Linked DNA regions of Ovis aries: region 2 is linked to region 1. Evidence: chromatin contacts called from public Hi-C data. All regions are on one chromosome and are shown on one strand. Each heading gives the region's core, a stretch centred on a gene start, on an enhancer-like site or on the middle of the called end of the contact. The rest is flanking DNA. Distances are from core to core; before and after follow the strand shown. Region 1 has its middle 140 kb from the start of PROX1. Region 2 overlaps RPS6KC1 (ribosomal protein S6 kinase C1).

Region 1 (5,819 bases), core at 1,367-3,866:
GGTCTTTTCCAATGAGTCAGATCTCTGCATCCGGTGGCCAAAGTATTGGAGCTTCAGCTTCACCATTAGTCCTTTCAATGAATACTCAGGGTTGATTTCTTTTAGGATTGACTGGTTTGATATCTTTGCAGTCCAAGAAACATGATTTAGTACATGGTAAAATTTCCAAACATTTGTTCAATGGAGAGAATGGCAACATACTCCCATAAAATCAGCCAGGAGTGCCTACCTTACTCTCCTTTACTTTAGAAAGCCCAGAGACGGTCATGTCTGGAGACACCACGCAAGTACCATAATGACTCCAGATTTGCCCCATTGATTGACAGTCTGGAGCAAAGGGCAGATACCCAGAGGCCAACCTGAGCACCTCCAAGGGTTCCTGAAGGATGGCTAGTATTAGCCACAGTGAAGACTGCCTTCACCACAGGACCTTCCAATGCTCCAGAGAACTGAAGGCAGACGTCGTTAGGGGCAAGGCTGAGTACATTGCAACATAGGTTCTTGGTGCTGAATAGCTCTCTGGGTGTGCATGAGTCTGTGGGGCTTGGGGAAGTGTGTTGGAAAACTTTCCCTCTGTCTCCAGCTAAATGGTTTCCTGAGGAAATGAGAAATGGAGATGGGGTGGGTGGGAAGGAATGAAAAAATTCCAGTAAGGAAAAAAAATGACTTTTTTTTTCCTTTGAAAGAGGGAATTATTGGCAGATCTGAAATTCCAGGCTCTATGTGTATTAGAAATACAAAAGGCTCTGATTTTTTTTTTTTAATTTTAAACATGGGGTATGAGACACTAGAACAAAACACTTCAAGAATAACACTTTTGAATTGAAGGGTTTGGGGAATCTTAGCCCAAAATGATCAAGACCCAGGGTTCAAGGGTTCATGTCCCTCCCCACATAGCCCAGCAGAGCAGGTACTTTCTGACATGCATTAATACAGTTTATGGTTACATTGCTGGACCCCATGCGGAGAGAAAGGGCCTCTTTATCTTTAAACAAACAGACGAGGAAGGAGGATCTCCCCCACCCCAGCTAGACCTGGATTGGTGAGGCCTCACCATGGGTTTTTCCACTCCAGCTATCAATCTTTCCTTATTTGTGGTTTGAACGAAAAAAAGAGAAGTACAGGAAAAGGGAGGTATAATCCACAGGTAACTCCACTCTGTTTCATCAGACCTTGAAATAAGTAACTTGGTCTGACCCTTTCTGAGCATTGGATGGAATTAGTGTATGAGGATTTGTGGGGCTCCCTGAGTCTCCCCTGACCCAAAACACCACCCACACCACCATGGAGCTTCCTGTATCCTTAGGCAGTGCTTGTGTGCAGGGCCTCAGCCTACACGCCACGCCTGAGGTAGGAACTCAGAGTGTCATCAGCAACGGTTGTAACAACACCAGAAGGCCTCTGTTAAGTAAGTGTCTTCTGCGCACAGTACTGCGCACAGTACTCTGCTAGATGGTACAGAAAAAAAATCACAGCCACCGCTCTGTCACCTTAGAGTTTATGGTCTCAGAATGATCTACCAGCCTTCTCGGGGGATATCAAGTGTGCTGATGACAGGGTTATTTTTGTTTTCTTTGTTTTCACCGTTGTGGAGGGGAAGGTCACAAGTTTTTGTGTCAGACAAAACCAGGTTAGAATCCCAGTTCTTTCATTCATTAATGTGTGACCTTGACCCAACTGTAGCTCAGTTCCCTGGGAGCTCAGTTGGTAAAGAATCCACCTGCAATGCAGGAGACCCCGGTTCGAATTCCTGGGTCAGGAAGATCCACTGGAGAAGGGATAGGCTACCCACTCCAGGATTCTTGGGCTTCCCTGGTGGCTCAGCTGGTAAAGAATCAGCCTGCAATGTAGGAGACCTGGATTCTATCCCCGAGTTGGGAAGATACCCTGGAGAAGGGAAAGGCTACCTGCCCGCTCTAGTATCTGGCCTGGAGAATTCCATGGACTGTACAGTCCATGGGGTCGCAAAGAGTTGGACATGACTGAGCGACTTTCACTTTCACTTTGACCCAGCTGTGGAAATTCCGTGACTCCCTTATCTCATCTATGAAATAGGGTGAAAATAACTACCACACAGAGCTGTTGTCAAGATAAGGTATCCATAACAAGGTTAATATGGTGCCTGCCACACAGCAAATTTTCAGTAAATGGCTGCTATTGGTCTTGGGGGTAGAGAAACAGTTTGGTGAGGACCAGCTGCCAGTAAGGTTAAGTTCTTTGCTGACATTTCTCATTTTTCCTCAGGAGAATACTATGTAGTAAATGCTGTCCTTATTCTTGCTTTGTACTCGTGAGGAAACTGAGACACACACATCCATGACCCCATAGTTAGTGATGGTGAACCCAGATTGTCTGGCTCTAGACACTTCCTCAGAAAAGAAGGTGGGACTAAATAGTTGAGCTGCCATTTTTGCTTAAAACACCTGAATGGGAGATTTCATCACATTCCCTCTCATTTGCTGACACCAGCCAGTGAACATCCAACATCAACTGGACTCTGTCTCCTTGGACAGGCCCCAGGCTCAGTATGGAGGGATGACCTCTATGGACAGTTACCCTTGCCCTGGTCTCCCAACTGAAAACAAAAAAGGGGGACGGTTACATAAAGCAGTGCTGACCTATATTCTCAACACCCTAAGTTGCTTCTGGATCTCCAGGGCAAACACAGATATTCACTAGGAGAGAAGCACAAACTGATGTTCGATCCACTGTTACCCTCAGATGCCCTGCCATTAGCCCAGCTTGGCTGAGAATCAGTGGATATTGACTGATTTGATTTTGCTACCCGTGTTCCTTCAAGAGAAGACCAGCTCTCCCACCATCAACCTAAATGAAACAAAGCAAAACACATGAGCTAACACTTATAATTTCAGACTTTTATGGGGAAAAAAAGTTTGCAAAAAGCTGGCTAGAGTGATTACAGAAGAGTTCTTTAAAAAAATAATGGTTTACTTTTCAAATATTTAAACACCATCAAATAAGAGTGTTGCCAAATGAGTTTCTGGAGATTAGTTTTAATGAACAAGTGATAAAATCTTATAAATGTTTCATTCCATACACATAATATTTGTATAGATAAGGTTTGGCTCCTCAGGTAATTAAACATCATCCCCTACAAACTTGTTTTGCTAATTGGCTTAGAAGACATTGTCTCAAAATAAAAAACGTCTGATTTTTTAATATAAATTATCCAAATTAGCAGATATCTTATTACTGAAGTTTTATGGTTATTAGTTTTAAAATTATTTGCTGTTTTATTTTTTGAAAGAATACTTGAGAAATCTACTGACTAAATCTCCTCTGGAGTCATTAGCATCTGACAAACAAAAGCAAGGACTGGGGGATTCCCTGGTGGTCCAGTGGTTAGGACCAGGTACTTCTACTGCTGAGGGTGCAGTTTTAATCTCCCGTAGGGAAATGAAGATCCTGTAAGCCTCTTGGCACCCCCCCCCAAAAAAATAATAAATACACAACAAAAACAAAAAGAGACTGATATCCAGGATTATCCATGCTCTTTTAATACATGACCTTTAATACATTCCTTACAATATCCCCAAACAACTCCATCATAGTTCCCCAACAGGAGTCATAAGTCCAAGTTCAAACACACAGCTATCACCGAATTGTTGCTGCTGCTAAGTTGCTTCAGTCGTGTCCAACTCTGTGCGACCCCAGAGACGGCAGCCCACCAGCCTCCCCCATCCAAAACATCACTTCAATTACCCAGGCCTTAGTTTTCTATCTCCTGTAGATAACCGAAGCATCTCCATTGGTTCCTCAGAGACGGTGATGATGATAATGTTGACGGCAGTGATGGTGATAGCAGTCACGGTGGTGGTAGTAATGATGATGGGGGGTGATGACGATAATCTTGATGACAATGAGGACTGATTAATACCCTCAAATCTCCAGCAACAAGCAACTTTCAAGAATTCCCATCTTCAGCTCCCCCTACCTTGCCCCCTTCTGAACTATACATTTCAGAGCCTGGAGAAGACGAGCCAAGTGGAAGATCCTTCCAAGAATTACTGTATCAGGTGGGGAATGGGAAAGAAATATCACTATCTGGATTTTTCTAAACTGTTCACTTCAGTCATACCTACTCTTAAATGTGAAGGTGTTAAGATGATGAAAAGACTAAGAAATGGCAAAATGGAGGAAAAGACATTAAGGAGCAAGTGGAAATGTATTTGGTGGGTGGGGACAGGATTAAGAACTGAGAGCCAGAATCTCTAGCACCTCCTTTACAGGTTCTGTTCACCACCATAAGGTCAAGAGGCAACAGGGGAACGATGGCCCTGGTCTGTTCTATTGGTGGGTCCCACGGGAGCATGAGAAAACCCCACTAAGGGTGAAACTTGGCTCACTGTCACCCTTTCTATCACCACTCCCATCACCACCAGACTCCCTTCCAAAGCAAATTCCAATTGACTAGTTAACTTGTATGCACATTATAAGGTATTGTAAGCAGGCATTGCCCAGTGTGAGCCATTTAGGTGAAAATTCAGTTGCATTACTCTTTTTAAACTTGTCAGTTTACAGAATTGTTTAAAGTTAAACTTCATTATAAAGTTACAATAACAGTAGCGTTAAATTAACGTGATGACATTAGGGGAAGAAATTGTTAGCTCTTTGCAAGTGATTAGCAAAATGATGTTCTCAACATGTACACACATGTATAAATACACATTTTACATGAACATACATATCTGTAAGAGAAGTTGGGCTCTATGGGCTTTTTGGAACCCAAGCAGTAGGCAATAGAGAAATTCACTTGCAAAGAGGCTTTCATTATTCCCCACTGCTATTAACGACTTGTATCCTGAAAACAACTTTTACTTAGACAGATATGACCTGGCAGTGAACTTTGCTTAAAGATTATTTTGGTTTTCTGGGAAATTTGTTTAACTGGTTTAGATTTTGAACAAGGGAGTTTAACTGAACTCAAAACCAATTAAATGCTGAGTATTGAGAACCTTGACTCCTGAAGCTAGAGAAAAACAGGATGGTGGGTGAAGTGGAACACGGGAGGCTTCATTGCCCTCAGTGGGCAGGTTAATGGGAAGAACAGGAACAAGAAGAGAGGACTCCTTGGGCAGGCTCTGCGGCTTGGCAGCCACGTGACCTTGGATAAGTCACCTGACCTCTCTGGGCTTCTCTTTCTTCCTCCATGAAATCATGACAAGTTTGTCTTCCCTGAATCAACAAATGATAGGAAAAAGGTGAAACGGATGAAAATTTTCTTCTTAAATATAAAATGTGCAGTATTAGGCTCCATGCCTAATTTACTTGACTTGAAATTTAATTTCCTGAGTGTTGGGTCTGATGTTCTCCACCAGATTGTAAGGTCCATCCATACAGGAAACGGGTGTATCATAGCACTGGCTCTGTCCCTAACTGGTGGGCTATATATTGATGCTAGTACTGGCGTTCTATAACTCATATGAATAAATACTGGCGAATGACTAGAGAATCAGCCTTGAAACTTAAAGCACTGTTAGGACACAAAGAATGTGTGCTACTTAATAGGGGGCAAAGCAACATATATCACTGAGATAAAAATCAAGGAGTTTTGGAACAATTACTGGCGACTTCCTCTGTCCCTTTCTGGAGATTGCTGGCTCACTGTTGTGGAAGTGGTTGTTTTCATCTTCTCCTTCTATTTTCCCTTCACTCTTATCCCCTCGTGTACACTCCGATATTTTTCATCTCTCCCTTTTTCCTTTGACCTCATTAATGTCCTTCTGGGTTAGATGGTTACTGCCTCATGCTCCAAACTCTCTGAAACAGTGTTGCTCAGACCAGAAACCACGGTATCA
Region 2 (5,819 bases), core at 1,771-4,270, 920 kb before region 1:
TATTTTAGCAGGTGGAGTGAGGTTGAAGATTCCTGTGACAGCGATGCCATAGAGAGAATGTACTGTGCCCCAGGTTAGAGCCATCTCCTAAATGTCTCACTTGCAAAAGTAGTTCATCAGCTCTCATTTCTTTATCAAAGTTATATTTTCACTAGCCATTGATAAAATATTGGATCTGGTTATCTCTTTAACCCTTTAACCTAAAAAAGATTATTTGGGGGATAAAATCATTATATGGTCCATAGCATATGTGTATATGTATATTTGTTAGTGTATGCTGTTAAATGGGTTTATACTTCTCTGAGAACTGGCAATGAATTTGTAGAAATGTCTTAACTTCTTAGTGTTTAAAAAGACCTTTAAGTATCCTGAATCTCTTTGAAAAGAAAATTATTTGACTGTATTGGGTCTTAGTTGCTGCGGGCAGGCTTAGTTTTTCCCATGGCCAATGGAATCTTAGTTCCCCTACCAGGGATTGAACCTCTGTCCCCTGTGTTGCAAGCCAGATTATTAACCACTGGACCAGCAGGGAAGTCCTCCTGAACCTCTTCAAATGGATCATTTTTATGATGTGAGAGGTAGATGACTAAAACGATAAAATTCCTAAGGCTATAAATGGATAAAATTTGAAATAAAAAAAAATACAATGTTGTGACTTCAGTAATGAGCCATCCTGACATTTTAGAACAGATTTTAAAGAATTCTTTCCATATTTGAGAAATTTTAGGAAGCGTATTCTTCTTGTTTTGAAATAACCAAATATCTGACCCAACCTGTTGGGTCAGATATTTACTGTATTATCTTTGTATTATCTACTGTATTATCTTTGTGATATTTACTGTATTATCTTTGTTTTCTAAAATTAGAGATTTATTAGAGACTCTCTGTGGTTGTTAGGTCCTTTGCTGATAATTACAGGTCTCTTAAGCATATGAATTGGGTTTGAGTTACTTTCTCTGCCATCAGTGCAGATGGGGCTGTGTTTGAATCCAAAGTTTGTTCACCTTTTGCCTAGTATGGGCTTGCCTCATAGCTCAGTTGGTAAAGAATCCGCCCGAAGTGCAGGAGACCCCGGTTCGATTCCTGGGTTGGGAAGATCTGCTGGAGAGGGGATAGGCTACCCACTCCAGTATTCTTGGGTTTCTTTTGTGGCTTAGCTGGTAAGAATCTGCCTGCAGTGAGGGAGACCTGGGTTCGATTCCTGAGTTGGGAAGATCCCCTGGAGAAGGCAAAGGCTCCCCACTCCAGTTTTCTGGCCTGGAGAATTCCAAGGACTGTATAGTCCATGGGGTTGCAAAGAGTCAAACACAACTGAGCGACTTTCACTTTCAGCCCCTTTGGATGGCCAAAGTTGCTTTACTCATCACCACTCTGGATTGTATTGACATGATCAGCTTGGTTGTTGATTAATACAGTATTTAACGTTTACTTGCAAACCAGCGTTTTGTTTATGCTAACATTGTTTCCCTGCATAATGGGAAATGATTATAATTAGGATTGAAAGAGCTATATGGTTTTTAGTTAGAATTTTCATTGTTAAGAATTATTTCTTTATTGGGGAATAGAAAAGTTTTTCAATATGCCAAGCAGATATCCTCAAACTATTTCCTGAAAACAATGAATTAGATTTTCTTCTTACTGTTACACTCTTTTCTTTCCTCTTTCGTCCCCCAAATTAGGATCGTTTCATTTTGTTTCTTCCCAGGGGCAATAGAGCATAGAACATGCCTACATTTTTTTGTTTCTCACAAATAGATAATATTATGCTGGCTGTTGATCTTATTAGTATGATTTAGTTAATGGGATAACAAAAAAAATTTCATAGTGAAATCACTTTATTATGGTTATCTGGTTTACTTTTTGACAGACTTTCCCCCTTTCTAATTTGATAATAAATAATATTTTAGGTACCAATGTATATAAATATGTATGTTAATATAATGAATTTCAAGGTTTTATTGTTGTTCAGTAGCTAAGCTGTGTCTGACTCTTTGTGACCCCGTGGACTGCAGTATGTCAGACCTCTCTGTCCTTCACTGTCTCCTAGAGTTTGCTCAGATTCAAGGGTTTAGGGTCAACATTAAATCTGGGAGTTGTTTTTTTTTAATGTAAAACCTGTTAAATCGTTAAGTATAAGTGTAGTATAAACCTCGCATCAAAACCAGATGTTTGTGAAGTAGTTTAATGTTTATAACTGACTCTTTATTTCCTATTTTTCTTCTCACTTTCTTGTTGAAAACTATCCGTAGGGTTGTGCTTTGGCTTTCTAGCAGATTATTTTTCTTCAAACTACAGACATGTTTAACATCCATAGCTTGTTGACCCCCTGAGAATTCTAATACATGTGGAACAAAACCATATGATGCTCATCAGCAGGTACATACTTTCGCCTCTGTGCTCAGTTGAATACAGTTTTGTGTACTGAATTTAACACAGATCAGTTTCCAAGTTGTAATTTTTAAGCCTTTTCCCAGAAAGCACAGTTCCCAAAGTTTACCAGCAGGTGGCAGTCTACCATTAATGGATTTTTTCTGTCATGGTCTAGGTTGCCCTCTAACATTTGAAAAAAGCTGTCATCTGAAGAAGGGCTTTGTTTTAATTATTTGTATAAAAGAATTGCACTTTAAAGCTTTGTGAGTTACAAAAGCGTTTTGTATTATGGCATATATTGAACAATGTGAGAAGTCTCTTCATTCCTTGGACCTATTAATTTACCAATAGGATAAAACTCAGATCAGTAATGGCCTTAATTGAAAAGTAACGCTGGTGTTCAAGTTTAGATGATTTGAAACCTAGAGGTGCAGAACTCAAGTTTGTGTACTCCTGCCCATTGCTTATAGTGAAGGGGAGTTGCATTTGTAAGGAGCAAAAATTTGTGATTTACTGTTTCTTTCAAAACTGAACAGCAGTGCTGCTGATAAAAATACAAGTAGACTTTGCTCCTCTTCTCAGAGGGGTGGAAGCAGTGATAAGAAGCTGATGTTTCAGTGGTTAAAATCACAAATCAGTGAACACACGGGGACATAGAGTACCAAGTTATCTTTTGATCTGCCCCTTGTAGTACCAAGGGTTGAAGTACGTCTCCCATGTCCCCGCTTCCCTCCTGTTTCCCAGCTCTGACCTTAGAATTATTGCCCAAGTAACTCTGAAGCATGTTAAACAGCTGATGTTTGGTTAGAAAGTAAAGTTGTCGGAAGATTGTGATGAGAACGACTCACTTCTGTGTAAACAGCGTGCAGCCTCTCCCTCACCACTCCTCTCTCCTGGGAATCCTTATCACACATTTGTCCTAAAAACATTGCCCACCTGCCCTGTACTCTGTAATATCAGCAGTGTATCTTTTTATTTTGTGGATGATGTGCCTTTATATTTTGAGAAAATTTTCCAGTAACAGATTCGACAGAAACTTGAGCAAATGCCAAACTAGCAGGGGGGCCATTATTCTGCTCTATAAATAAGTTTAAAAAAGAAAACACACACAGAGAAACCTGTGAATCAACATGTTTTGGTCTAATTGAGGGGAAAAGCAAGATAGATAAATTTTGAAATGCAAATGATCACCTTCTGTTATTTAAGTATAGTTTCTGCCAACTTTGAGATCTTAAATTTTAAAAAGTTATAGTTATTTCAACGATGTATATTCTACCAAGGATGTCCGGTGTGCACAAGTTTCTACAGTGAAACAAAAACTTAAAAAAAAAGTTGTCACATTTTTATATTAAAGAAAATAAATCCAACAACAAAAAGACAAAAACCATGGAGCTTTCTCTGTCTACATCTGTGAAAAAGCCAGCAAATAAATGGCTGCAGCTGCAGGCCCATCAAGAGGGTCTTGAGAATACGAATTCACTGATCAAACCCAGCCCTGTTTTCAAAGTAGAAGCCATTCCTTTTATATTCACTTTGTATCCTTAGATTATCTAGGATGATTCTCTAGAAAGGTTTTATTTTAAATAAACATCATTCGTGGCAAATGGGTTCCTTTCATACCGTAGAAACACAGAACAGAGTTCAGGAAAAGAAAGAGTGAAGAAATAGTCCCCAAAGTGGGAATAGATTTTATAGCATGACAATATAAATATAACACTATCTAGTTCCCATCTGAGGAGAGTTTTAGATATTTATTAAGAGATGTCTAGACAGATTCTTCTATTTTTTTAAACTTATTTATTTTAAATTGAAGGATGATTGCTTTATAATATTGTGTTGGTTTCTGCCATACATCAGTCTCCTGTTTTTTGTTAGGAGAGATTTTAGAATAATCTGGAGTATTATAGAAAAAATGGAGTTAATTGGTTATTCTTCTCCAGAGGGCTTCCTTACAGTTACTCTGATTTTATTTGTTTGTATATACACACCTACAAACACAGATTTATGTAAAAGATTTTATGTGCTTTATCATTGGAGCTATTAGCTTATCATAATATAGAATAAAATTTTTGTTACAGTATTTTAAATATAGAGGAAAAATAAAATGTCAAATATTTTTTTTTTACTAGTATTTTTTTCTTAGTGGTCTTGTCTTTTATCATAAAAAAGCAGCTAGAAAATAGTCCTTAGAATATTAAGCACATAAAAACACAAAAGACTAGATTTGAAGGTTTAATATGCAGTTAAGACAAGTGAGTAAAATTTGTTTATATGTTAGTTTTTATGCTAACATAATCACTTAAGTTTCCCATTCTAGTGTTAACAAGTTGATATGGTATCCTGTCAGTGTGTCTTTCACCTTTATTTTCCAGCCTATTATGAGCCTTTATAAATGCTTGAGATTTACATTGATATTTTTCATTGAATACTTTTCACACTTGAGAATTTATAGGTGAATGTGTGTGTAAATTGAAGAAGTCCGAAGTGCTTTTTACCGCAGCCCAATCTCCACGCTCCCAGATGTCAAATGACAGCTTTGCTTCGTCTCTTAGGCGATTTCACACTTGGAAACAGCTCACAGCTGACGGTGAAAAGTGAAACAGAAAAACCATGCTGAAAACTATCTGCAAAATTCACTTTTAAAGCATGACATTTATTTACTACCACTCTTTGCTCTTCTTGCCTGATTTTGTCAAATAATCCATGAATATATTTTGGGGGCATAGTCTCTCCTGCCTTTCTCCATAAGCATGCTTTACACACGATTAGTTGCCTTTTAAGCATGGTGTTCTGTGTGACAGTTATGTATTTGATAATTAGATCTAAGACTCAGACCATGGATGGTTTAAAAATACCATGAGGGTGTCATAGGTTTAAGATTTAGAATATTATGATGGAATTGAGAATTATCAAAACTCAAGATTCTGAAATCAGCCATTAACTCATTGCATGACATTAGGCAAATTATTTAAGACTTTTTAGGCCTTAATATTTCAGTAGTAAAATAGATTTTTGAACTTTTTCCTTAACATTTTATTTTGAAAAAATTTCAAACATACAGAAAAATGTACACCCATATTTATCTGTCACCTAGATTCTGCAGTTAACATCCTATAATATTAACATTTGCTTTATCATATATCTACCTGAAGTAGATTTATTGAATATTGAGGAGATGCCAGATGTCAGATGATCTAATAGCCTTCTTATACAAAGTTTAGTCAAAACTGGAGTCCATCTTATTAAGGCAAGAACTTTTCCCCTGAGGAATAAATACTGATTTCTTGTCTAACATCAGTAAGTTAAAAAATTATTTCACTTGGAGGACTTTCTAAGTATTCTGTTTTTACTCATATATCATTTGTACATAAATGATATGCAATATGGAAATGAGGAGTTTATGGAAAATATTTTCATTTGGAGGAAAAAAGCCAAGACAGCTCTTGAAT

Evidence for each region. A called contact is a pair of places that touch in the nucleus more often than the background predicts.
Region 2: a contact with region 1 is called in a Hi-C map of liver, with 7 times the contacts expected there. The contact joins two enhancer-like sites. A contact is called at or near these places in 3 of 16 Hi-C or Micro-C datasets (liver, mixed tissues and tail adipose tissue).

Annotation. Positions count from the first base shown.
Region 1 is chr12:68,919,013-68,924,831 of ARS-UI_Ramb_v3.0, reverse strand. No RefSeq gene overlaps it. Among named protein-coding and RNA genes, the nearest start is that of PROX1, 140 kb to the left of the region's middle. Within about 2 kb of position 2,616, at least 1 of the 54 cell types and tissues checked has an H3K27ac peak or open chromatin away from gene starts, as enhancers often do. A contact at or near this core is called in liver, where this site is marked.
Region 2 is chr12:69,837,777-69,843,595 of ARS-UI_Ramb_v3.0, reverse strand. RPS6KC1 (ribosomal protein S6 kinase C1) reads left to right here. Exons shown (of 16, transcript XM_042229219.1): 13 at 1-73. Among named protein-coding and RNA genes, the nearest start is that of TRNAG-CCC, 39 kb to the left of the region's middle. Within about 2 kb of position 3,020, at least 1 of the 54 cell types and tissues checked has an H3K27ac peak or open chromatin away from gene starts, as enhancers often do. A contact at or near this core is called in liver, where this site is marked.